Linked DNA regions of Mus musculus: region 1 is linked to region 2. A link is a contact called in public HiChIP or PLAC-seq data. All regions are on one chromosome and are shown on one strand. Each heading gives the region's core, a stretch centred on a gene start, on an enhancer-like site or on the middle of the called end of the contact. The rest is flanking DNA. Distances are from core to core; before and after follow the strand shown.

Region 1 (4,909 bases), core at 1,825-4,324, 42 kb before region 2:
GAGGAGGGAGCAGGAAGCTCCTTGGAAGTTTAAAAGTAGGAACTGGGGATGGTATTTGTGGCTTGGGACTTTCTGCACCACATGAAATTACTAAAATGGCTTAATTACTCCCGTGGATATGGAACCTGACAGACACCAAAATGGTTGGGTCACACCCAGACGGACTGGGGCAAGCGTCAGACAGGGAGGCCTTCAGCCATCCAACCGGCTCTGCAAACCTGGCTAAATCTGACCGAGGTCTCTGTGACCTTTCCGCCTCAGCCTCCCTGGAGTGGAGAGACAGACACACTGCTGGAATCAGTAGTGTAGAAGTAGCCGGCGCCGGGCTGCAGAGGATCTGGCATGGTCTCTCTCACCTACTTTCTGTGCATACTCAGACAGCCCACACGGCCAGTCTTTCTCTGTGCTCCAGTTTCCTCTTCTACTGACTTAGGAAAGCAACTGTGATGGGCTGAGGATGTGGGTCAGTAGGTCTAGTGCTCACCTACCATACCCAGAACCCTGGCTTCCCTTCCCAGGGTTGCATAAGATGGGTATATTAGCAAACACCTGAAGTCACAATACTTGGTGAGTGGAGGAAAGATTGGGAGTTTAAGGTCATCCTTGGCTACATAGTATTCCAGGGCAGTCTGAGCAACATGAGAGCGTGTATAAAAGCACAGAATAAAAACCTCAAAAAGGTAAGGATGTGTCTTAACTATTTTAAGCAGTGGTAGAGAGGGCAGTGAGAAAACGGAAGCCTTGGAAAGGAAAGAATATTGAACTCAGGGTCACTCCTGAGACACTTTTACATAGACTGTTGCACTATGGGGTCACTCCTGAGACACTTTTACATAGAGTGTTGTATTTTCACATAGGAAGAAGGTTGTATTATGGGGTCACTCCTGAGAGAGACACTTTTACATAGAATGTTGCACTATGGGGTGACTTCTGAGACACTTTCACATAGTATCTCTGGGGAAATGGGACCTTTTCACATGCCAGGAAAACACCCTTCCCCTAAACCCTCAGTGTTTTTAATACATATAATACATACATACATACACACACACATATACATATACATACACACAGCACACGTGAGAAGGTCAGAGGACATCTTTTCAGGTGGTTTCTCTCCTTCCACTCTGATTTCAAGGCCAATCTCGTTTTGTTTTGTTTTGTTTTGTTTTGTTTTGTTTTTCTGCTGCTGAATTTTGTGGAACTCAAACTTTCTCATGACAAACTACAACCCAGGAGTTACTCATACACATATGGGGGCCATTTGAAATAGATTTTACACTGAGGCATCTGAGGCTCAAGACGTGCGTGCTAGTGCAATTGGTTTGTGGTGATTCTGAGACAACGAATGACAACAGGAGAGAGAGAGAGAGAGAGAGAGAGAGAGAGAGAGAGAGAGAGAGAGAGAGAGAGAGAGAGAGAGAGAGAGAGAGAGAGAGAGAGAGAGAGCAAGATTAAAAGAACAGAGTCTAAAGGAGGGGTGGAGGGAGGACATGGGACCACAGAACGGCAGTTTTTCACCATGGTAAGCATTTAGTGCATTCAGGTTTGTGGCTAATAAAACCCGTCACAGGGCAGCTGTGGCATTCTCTGCTGAGGCCAAGTCACAAGACACTCTGGGCCGACGTTGTGCCAAGGATACTTGACCCTCGTAAAAGTCCTTGACAGCAGAATGGGTGCCATTTTTTCCAAGTGCTTTCGTAAGCTTCCTGACAGTACCCACTACAAAGAGAATAGGCTCTGCTCTCCAGACTGGAGGCCAGGATGCTAATGAACTCATTCCAAGTCTGCCAAAAAGAAAAAAAAATGGGTGGGGCCTCTCTCTCTCTCTCTCTCTCCCTCTCTCTCTCTCTCTCTCTCCCCCCCCTCTCCAAAAGTATTACAAAAAGATGAGGAAGAGGAAAGAAAGGCTAACAATTGTTCTGGAATGGTCACTCCCATGACTGCAAACACTACTTCCCATCTGCCCATCCCTCTTCTGATTGCTTCCTGTCCATACAGACCACACTGTCAGTTATAACAGTCATTTAGTGTGGTGCAGACTGCACGCAGAACTCCCTGATGTCCACAGCATACTTCTCAGAGGATTCATGCGGAGTCCGTCAGGCTGACCTCTTTCCATATTTCTATGAAAACTTTGTGCTTCATAAGGAAGATGTCATCCTGAGCAAGCAACACACCAGACGCTGGAACTGGAAGTGGGAAATAAGCCCGGAGACTTAAAACATTAAAACATGCCGCCTAATTAATGCCCATGAACTTGTCAGTGGCCGAGCCAAATGAGCAGCCTCAGGAATCCTGGAGTATTTCAGAGTGTTGAGCTATATTCTGGATAGGACTGCTCCCCCACGCCCCACAACACACTCCCAGGTGAGAAGAAAGTTCACCTGATGTTTGTGTTTGTTCTAAGAGAAACATTACACACTCCATCTTGTGTCTCCATACACACTGCCATTTAATAGGGGTTAGATACGATATCTGTAAGAGGGCTAGAGGAGGTACTGAGAGCAAGGGGCTTGGGCTCAGTGTGTAGAATGATTACCCAGATTGTGGGTGGCCCTGTTTCCAATGGTGATAAAAACAAAAGGCTCAGGTTGGAGGGATGGCTCAGTGATTAAAAACACTGACTGCTCTTCCAGAGAACTTCCTCTTTGGTTCCCTGCACTCACATGGTGGCTCACAACCATCTATCCAGTCCCAGGGCATCTAATATCTTCTGGCTACTGTGGGCACCAGGCACACACATAGTGCATAGACGCACATTCAGGCAAAACATCCGTATACATTTTAAAAATCTAATTTTAAAAGTATCTAAGAAAGGAAAACAGCAGACCCACGAGTGGGATGCACAGGATGATCACGTAGGGTCTGCACAGGACATACTCAGCCAGGGGACTCCAGGCTGCTACCAGAGGGGCAGTGCTAGCTAGGGCTTAGTACTGACCCACCATAATGTCGGAGGCTGGCTGCAGGTACAGTTCCTGTCTGCCGAAACCCTGTATAGGAGAGGAATCTGGGGCTCAGACTTGGGAAAGCAAGCTGACTCATCAGGAGCCTAGGGAGACTCAGACAGGAAGAGATGCTGATGAGATGTAGAAAGGGTGTGGCCTACAATCACCACTTTTCCTAGCTAGGTCTGTGTGGGGGGATGATTCAGTCTTCATGGCTGACCTTATGACCTTGGGAGGCAGGCACTGTCCTTGGCACTCTTGTGAAACCCTGGATGAGGAAACCCTGGATATGTATCAAGTTCAAGACTAGTCGTCGACACTCCAGACCTTGCCTCAAACAAACAAACAAACACTTTACTTGAAATACAACAAAATACCACATCATTCGTGGATACAAAAGTACAAACTCCTTTTAAAAATACTTAGAGGGTGGAGAGATGGTTCTGGTGTTATGAGTACTTGAGTTCAATTCTCAGTACCCCCACAGTGGCTCACGACAGTCAGCAAATCCAGACCCAGCGCCCTTCACTGGCCTCTGACGGCATTACATTCATATGCATACAGACAGACATGCAGGTAAAAACATCCAAACACAATTTTTAAAAAGAAATATATATATATATCTGGTTTTTCGAGACAGGGTTTCTCTGAGTAGCCCTGGCTGTCCTGGAACTCACTCTGTAGACCAGGCTGGCCTCAAACTCAGAAATCTGCCTACCTCTGCCTCCTAAGTGCTGGGATTAAAGGCGTGCACCACCACGCCCGGCTCAAAATATTTTTTACAAAGTATGTGTAAGAGAGCCTGCATACATACATGCCATGCGTCTTCCTGGTGCAGGGCTAAGACAGAAGAGGACATCTGATCCCCAGGAGCTGCAGTGGTAAACTGTTGCAAGCCACCACTGGGTGCTGGGAAGCAAGCCAGGTCCTCCAAAAGCGCAGCCAATGTTCTTAACCTCAGAGCCATCTCACTAGACCCAAGCCCAAACCTGAGTGCATAGCTGTTTCTGAAGTTCAAATGTCTTGCCCAGCAGCAGTGAGGTGGAAGTTGAGAGGGCAGGGGTGAGGGAGAAGGGCACAAGCTTACCTGGCTGTTTTGAAAACGTCAGTCTGCCTATGGGGAAGCAAAATCCAACTATATCATGACCTAGGTTTTGTTGTTTTCAAGAAGCACTGGTTGTTCTGTCTTTGATCTCTCCCTCTCTCCCTCCCTCCCTCCCTCTCTCCCTCCCTCCCTCTCTCCCTTCCTCCCTCCCTCCCTCCCTCCCTCCCTCCCTCTCTCTCTCTCTCTCTTTCTTTCTTTTTAAAATTTTATTTACATTGTTTTTCTGCCTCCATGTGTAGGGGTATCATATCTCCTGAAACTGGAACTATTATAGACAATTGCAAGCTGCCATGTGGCTGCTGGGACTTGAACCTGGGTCCTCTGGAAGAGCAGTCAGTGCTCTTAACCACTGGACCAGCCTGATTCTTTTCTTTCTTAATGATGCCTTTAAATCTGTGCTTTCACATTTTATGTCTTTTTAATGTCACATCAGGAGAAACTATTTCTGGGCTGCTGAGATACAGCTCAAATGGATCTGATGTCCTCCTCTGACAGAGGGCACTGGCCACTATGACTGACCACCTAGGTTTGATTCCCCAGGTATCACTTAGTGGAAGGAAAGAACTGACTCCCAAAAGTTGTCCTCTGATCCTTATGCATGGTGACACATATGTACATATGTGCGTGTGCTCTCTCTCTCTCTCTCTCTCTCTCTCTCTCTCTCTCTCTCACACACACACACACACACACACACACACCTGACATAATTTTAAAACCTTATTTCTGGTTGTCTAAGTCAACCTTTATATGTAGTAAACAGAACATCTATTAGCCCATTGCTCTCAAGGTTATCCGTAAATAAATGTGTTTTTTAAAAATCAGGGGAAATAGAATTAGAATAGGAATTGTTTTT
Region 2 (4,989 bases), core at 634-3,133:
CAGTAAAATTCTTTAAGTCCTTGGCCATAAACACATTGATTTTGGGTTTTTTTTAGAAATATTGAACCACGGAAAGTAATTACAGCAATTCTTAGGCACCAGGACTATCACTGTTCAAGTTCAAGCGGTCAGAGGCTGGAGAAACTCCACCCATGAGGCACACCATGAGGGTGGACTGACTTCTGAAACCTCGAAACTGGCGGGGGAAGCTTATTTATAAATGAAGTATTCTCTCTCAGGGGCAAAGGTGACATAATTTTGAACTATGTGGAAAGTAAAAGCTTGGGGCCAGGATGCCCTTTAAAGGTTTCGTTTGTTTTTAAAATCATTCTTTTGAATAAACAGCGCGGGGGGGCAAGGACTGTTTGTGAACTGAATGTGGGTTCTACCCGGGCGTGCGCTGCGGATGCTTGGCGCTGGGGATCTGGGATACAGATTTCTCAAGCCAGCGCTATGCTAGGCATCTTTTTTAGTAAGCTTCACCCTCACCGCCAGTAAACAATGAGAAAGCCAGGAGGACAAGCTCCTCCACCACGAAGCAAGTGTGGAAACTTTGAAGCCTTCTAAAACCTTTTAAAAGTTTTTTTTTTAAGTTTTTAAAGTCCCCCCCCTTTCGGTCCGGGTGGCTGGCAATGTCTCTAAAATTCAATCTTTGTTTTTGTCCTTCAGTAGGAAAGCCACACCACGGCAAAGCCCAGGGGATGTGGCTAAGGTTATTTGGGATTGAGAGAGGAGGGTGGCTGGGCTGGGGACTTAGTCTCAAATGAGTTACAGAGAGGCTGTCCAACCCAGACACTCCCCCAAGTACCAAGTGGGAAAGAACAAAACCAGGAACGATCTCCGAGAGGGTGGCGGTCCTCTCGAGCTGGGGACCGGGTGGGGCCCTCCTCAGGAGGTGTTTACCCTACACAGGGACCCTACAGGCCTGGGCTCCCGGCCAGTTTGGCTGCCGCTGCGCGCTGTCGTCAGAGTCCCTGCAGCCCGGGCCACCGCCAGGTGCTCCGCAGTACCTGGCGCCCCTGCCTGCCTTTGTGCAGCGCTCGGCCCATCACCAGCGCAGGCGGGGCTGCCTAGGTCCTCCCCAATGCCAGGAGAACAACTGCGGGATCAGCCTGCCAGGGAGCTCACGCCAGTGCCTGCCCAGGGGAGAGGACCCGAGGGACACAGGCGTGCCCCTCACCTTCTCTAGAGGAGAAAAAAGTCTCCGGTCCCACGGCTGTGCCGGTGAAAACAGACGTGCCCACTCTCAAGCTTCAGACAGCTGGCAGCCACAACAACATTGGCACCAAAACTTTCGCGGCGCAGAAAGTCACTCCAGAGAGTTTTTCTTGTCCCTCCTCTCTCCCTCTTCCCGTTTAAGACCCGGTTTACAGCAAACAGCAGGAAATCAGCGCTCCAGAAGTGCACACTCCCGCGTCCACCTTCTCCACCCCCTGGCCTGGGCAGCTTGCCCAAGGTAGGTGCCCGCTCCGGGGCTTCCTGCCCCATCCCAGGGTCAGGCGTCCTGGGACGCGGCGCAGCCAACTCACCATGGTGACTCCCGCCGCGGTCGCGCCTCCGCCGGGTCCCGCTGCCTAGGCACTGAGGCTGGAACGCGGTCTCCTGGGCGAACTTCAAAAGTTGGTTCCCTTCGCCAAAAAACAAGCTCCCGACACCCAAGCACTCACAGGAGCCAATGGAAATCCAAGAGGGACTCCATCCAGGCGGGATCCGAAACGCTAGGTGAAGGCAAAACTTAGCAGACCCGGTGCACACTCAGACCTGGCGATCCCCAACTGTCTAGAGATGCACCCTGATGCGCTCTGCGGGATTGCTTGTCCAACTGCTTTGCCTGGACCCGCTTTCTCTTAACACTTAATCCGAACTCTTCTCTGGCTCAGGCTGGGCTCGGGCCGGGCAATCTGTCCATAAATGGAGAATTCAGCACAGGCCTGACCAATCAGAATTTGTTTTCGCAGCGTCACTCCTCAGGGAAGCCGAGGTAGCCAACAAGCGTGAACTACAAGAGTTTACAAAGGCCTCTGGATCCTGTAGTCCTGCGGCCTCGCTACCCCGCAGAGCGCGCCGCTGTCCTAGCCGTCCCCAGGGAGCCACCCCCAAACCGAAGGGATGAAAACACTTGGGGAGGTTAGGAAACCGCGCTCCTGTCGCTTCTCTTTACGGAGAAACTTAGCATCGACTTAGCTCCCACTCACAAGTCGCATGATTTTCCTAGATTCTTTTTTTTAAAGAAATATTTTTAACTGCTTAAAAGATCACAAAGTCGCAGCTCAAAGGAAATCCTTTTTCTTTTCTTCTCTCTCTCTTTCTCTCTTTCTCTCTTTTTTTTTTCTTTCTGGATTGTGAGGGAAGTCGAAAATACTTCCTCCACCCGTCTTTTGTACCTGAATTAATTTCCTTGGGAAGGGAGAGGAAGGGAGGGAGGGAGGGGGGGGAGAGAGAGAGAGAGAGAGAGAGAGGGAGAGAGAGAGAGAGAGAGAGAGAGAGAGAGAGAGAGAGAGAGAGAGAGAGGAGGAAGGAGAAGGAGAAGGAGAAGGAGAAGGAGAAGGAGAAGGAGAAGGAGAAGGAGAAGGAGAAGGAGAAGGAGAAGGAGAAGGAGAAGGAGAAGGAGAAGGAGAAGGAGAAGGAGAAGGAGAAGAAGAAGAAGAAGAAGAAGAAGAAGAAGAAGAAGAAGAAGAAGAAGAAGAAGAAGAAGAAGAAGAAGAAGAAGAAGAAGAAGAAGAAAAGAGAGAGACAGAGACCTTGGTCCTCGCGGTGTCCGGTTTCAGGAAGCCAGGTAGCCTAGGAGAGAGGGGAACGGGGATTCCTAAAACAGTATTAGGGAGTCTGACTCCTGGTGAAAGGGAAGACTGAGGAAGTAAACTCGCAGGGCCTCTGCGGGGCTGCGCTCCCAGGATCTGAGGAAGAAGAGTTCAGGAAGAAAAGAGCACAGAAAATCTTGAGATTCGGTCGTCCCCATTCACGTGAACCTAGGATCCTAGAGTTGCAACGGATAGTAAAAAATCAAATCATCTTGGCTAGGACGAGTTTTGCTCTTTGTTTTAATGTGGTGCATACCTTCAGAGGACTATGGCCAAACCAGGAAAAGGAGCGAATGCTGATACACCCTGCAACAGAGAAGGACCCAGGAAACCTAATTATGTGAAAGAGGTTGAGGTCAAAGTTCAGGAGGAACAATTCCGTGTGTTACAGTGGTGGGTAGGAAATGCTGCAGAGAGTAGTAGATCTTGGTTGGCTGCTCGGGACAGGTGTGGTGTGTAGAGGGACAGCTGATGGAACAAAGGGGCTTTGTCTTGTGGGGAGTGGTCCAAGGATGTCCCCTAGGTACTGATGTTGGTAGTAAAGCTGACTATACCCAAAACCGCTGAATTGTGCGTTTTAGAGTAAGAATCTTCTGAATTACATCAATTTTTTAAAGGAGGGAGAGGCACACACACGCCTCTGAGCATGTGCGCAGATGCAGTTCAGAGGACGACTTGTGGGAACTGGTTCTCCCTCCACCATGTTGGTTCCCGGGTTGAACTCGGGTGGTTAGGTTTGGCAAGTGCCATTATCCACTGAGCCATCTCATACCAATTTGAAAGGAAGTCATGTTTGAATTTTTGTGACTATTCCCCCTGTCCGGGCAGCAAAGAACTGAATTCCTTCCACAGGAGATAGGCCAGACACAAGACGCACAACCGTGACACACCTTGCTGGCTTTATGATCTGGTAGGAAGACAACAAGAAATGGTTGGGGGTGGCTCACCTGGAGCTAGTGAGCCTATTTGCTTTGCCAGTGTGAGGACTAGAGTTAGATCCCTAAAACCAATGTGAAAAATATTAAGGTGTCGTGGGATGTTGGGGAGGCAGAGACAGGCAGGAAAGCTTAGGATTCCCTGTCCAAGCAGCCTAGCCTACTCCATGATTTCCACGTCAATAAGAAACTCTAATCTCAAAAACCAAAACAAAAAAGGCAGAGGCCTGAAGGGGTGGTTCAGTGGTTAAGACCACTGGCGGTTCTTGCAGGGGCTTGGGGTTCGATTTCTTATACCTACGTGCTGTTCACCATCCTTTGTCCATTTGTAATTCTGGAAGCTGAGGCAGGAGGATTGATTGCTTCAGCCCAGAAGGTCTAGCCAGCCTGGGTAAGAGTGAGACCCCATTAAGACAAAAACAAACAAAATATAACCGGAAGTAAAAAAAAGAAAAATGACAGCCAAGCCTTTGACACAGCAGGCGTGACCTCCATGTGCCCAGATGTGGCTCCTTATGTCACTGAGGCACTCCACCTTCAAAGTTGTATTAGGTATTTTAAGAACTCGGGAACAGAGATTCCCAAAGAAGAAAGCTGAGCTTACAGACAACACAAGGAACAGTAGGTTTTAGGTCCAAAATAATGACACATGCCTAAGTCGTCATCCCATCCATGGGCTCTGTTTCTCTGTATCTCTCTCTCTCTCTGTCTGTCTGTCTCTCCTTCTCTCTCAACAAGACCTCTCTATATAACCCAGGCTATTCTTAAACCTCCAAACTTTTCTATATTGATACTGGGGCATAACTTACCAGTTAAATGGGATATATTGAAAACTAATAATATATTAGTTTATATATTAAAACTAATTGTCAATTTGATGATTATTTGAGGGGTCTGGTTTGGTTTTATTTTTTGAGACAGGGTTTCTCTGCTCAGCTCTGGCTGCTCTGGAACTTGCTCGAAGACCAGACTGGCCTCGAACTCGTAGATCTGAATTAAAAAAAAAAAAAAAAAAGAAAGAAAGAAAAAAGAAGAAAAAAGTTTAGGGCTTAAAGAATGTAGCTAGTTCAGTTGGTACAGAACCTACCTAGCATGCACTGAGCCCTGGATTTGATTCCGAGCTCATCATAAAATGTGTGAAGTGGTCCACATCTGTTATCTCAGCGTTTGGGTTGTGGAGGGAGAAGGGTTAGGAGTTTAAGTAATCCTCAACTACATAGTGAATTTGTAGCCAGCCTGGGCTGTGCGCAAAA

The links. HiChIP or PLAC-seq counts read pairs in DNA pulled down with a chosen protein or histone mark.
Region 1: a contact with region 2 is called in an H3K27ac HiChIP or PLAC-seq map of embryonic stem cells, with 12 read pairs. The contact joins the enhancer-like site here to the promoter of Myo1e in region 2. A contact is called at or near these places in 3 of 39 promoter capture datasets (liver and trophoblast stem cells), 62 of 484 Hi-C or Micro-C datasets (the AML12 cell line, B cells, the BV-2 cell line and 35 more), 19 of 115 datasets of contacts at active chromatin or transcription factors (bone marrow-derived dendritic cells, bone marrow-derived macrophages, effector CD8 T cells and 11 more) and 4 of 9 other capture datasets (adipose tissue, liver, macrophages and 1 more).

What each region holds. Positions count from the first base shown.
Region 1 is chr9:70,247,231-70,252,139 of GRCm38.p6, reverse strand. The region is part of intron 1 of Myo1e (myosin IE); the gene reads right to left. Among named protein-coding and RNA genes, the nearest start is that of Gm26849, 6.6 kb to the right of the region's middle. Within about 2 kb of position 3,074, at least 77 of the 459 cell types and tissues checked have an H3K27ac peak or open chromatin away from gene starts, as enhancers often do. A contact at or near this core is called in the BV-2 cell line, the C2C12 cell line, the MNK3 cell line and 12 more, where this site is marked.
Region 2 is chr9:70,204,244-70,209,232 of GRCm38.p6, reverse strand. Myo1e (myosin IE) reads right to left here and starts at 1,883. Exons shown (of 28, transcript NM_181072.3): 1 at 1,530-1,883. The coding sequence starts at 1,532. All of the region lies in intron 1 of Gm26849 (a long non-coding RNA gene), which reads left to right.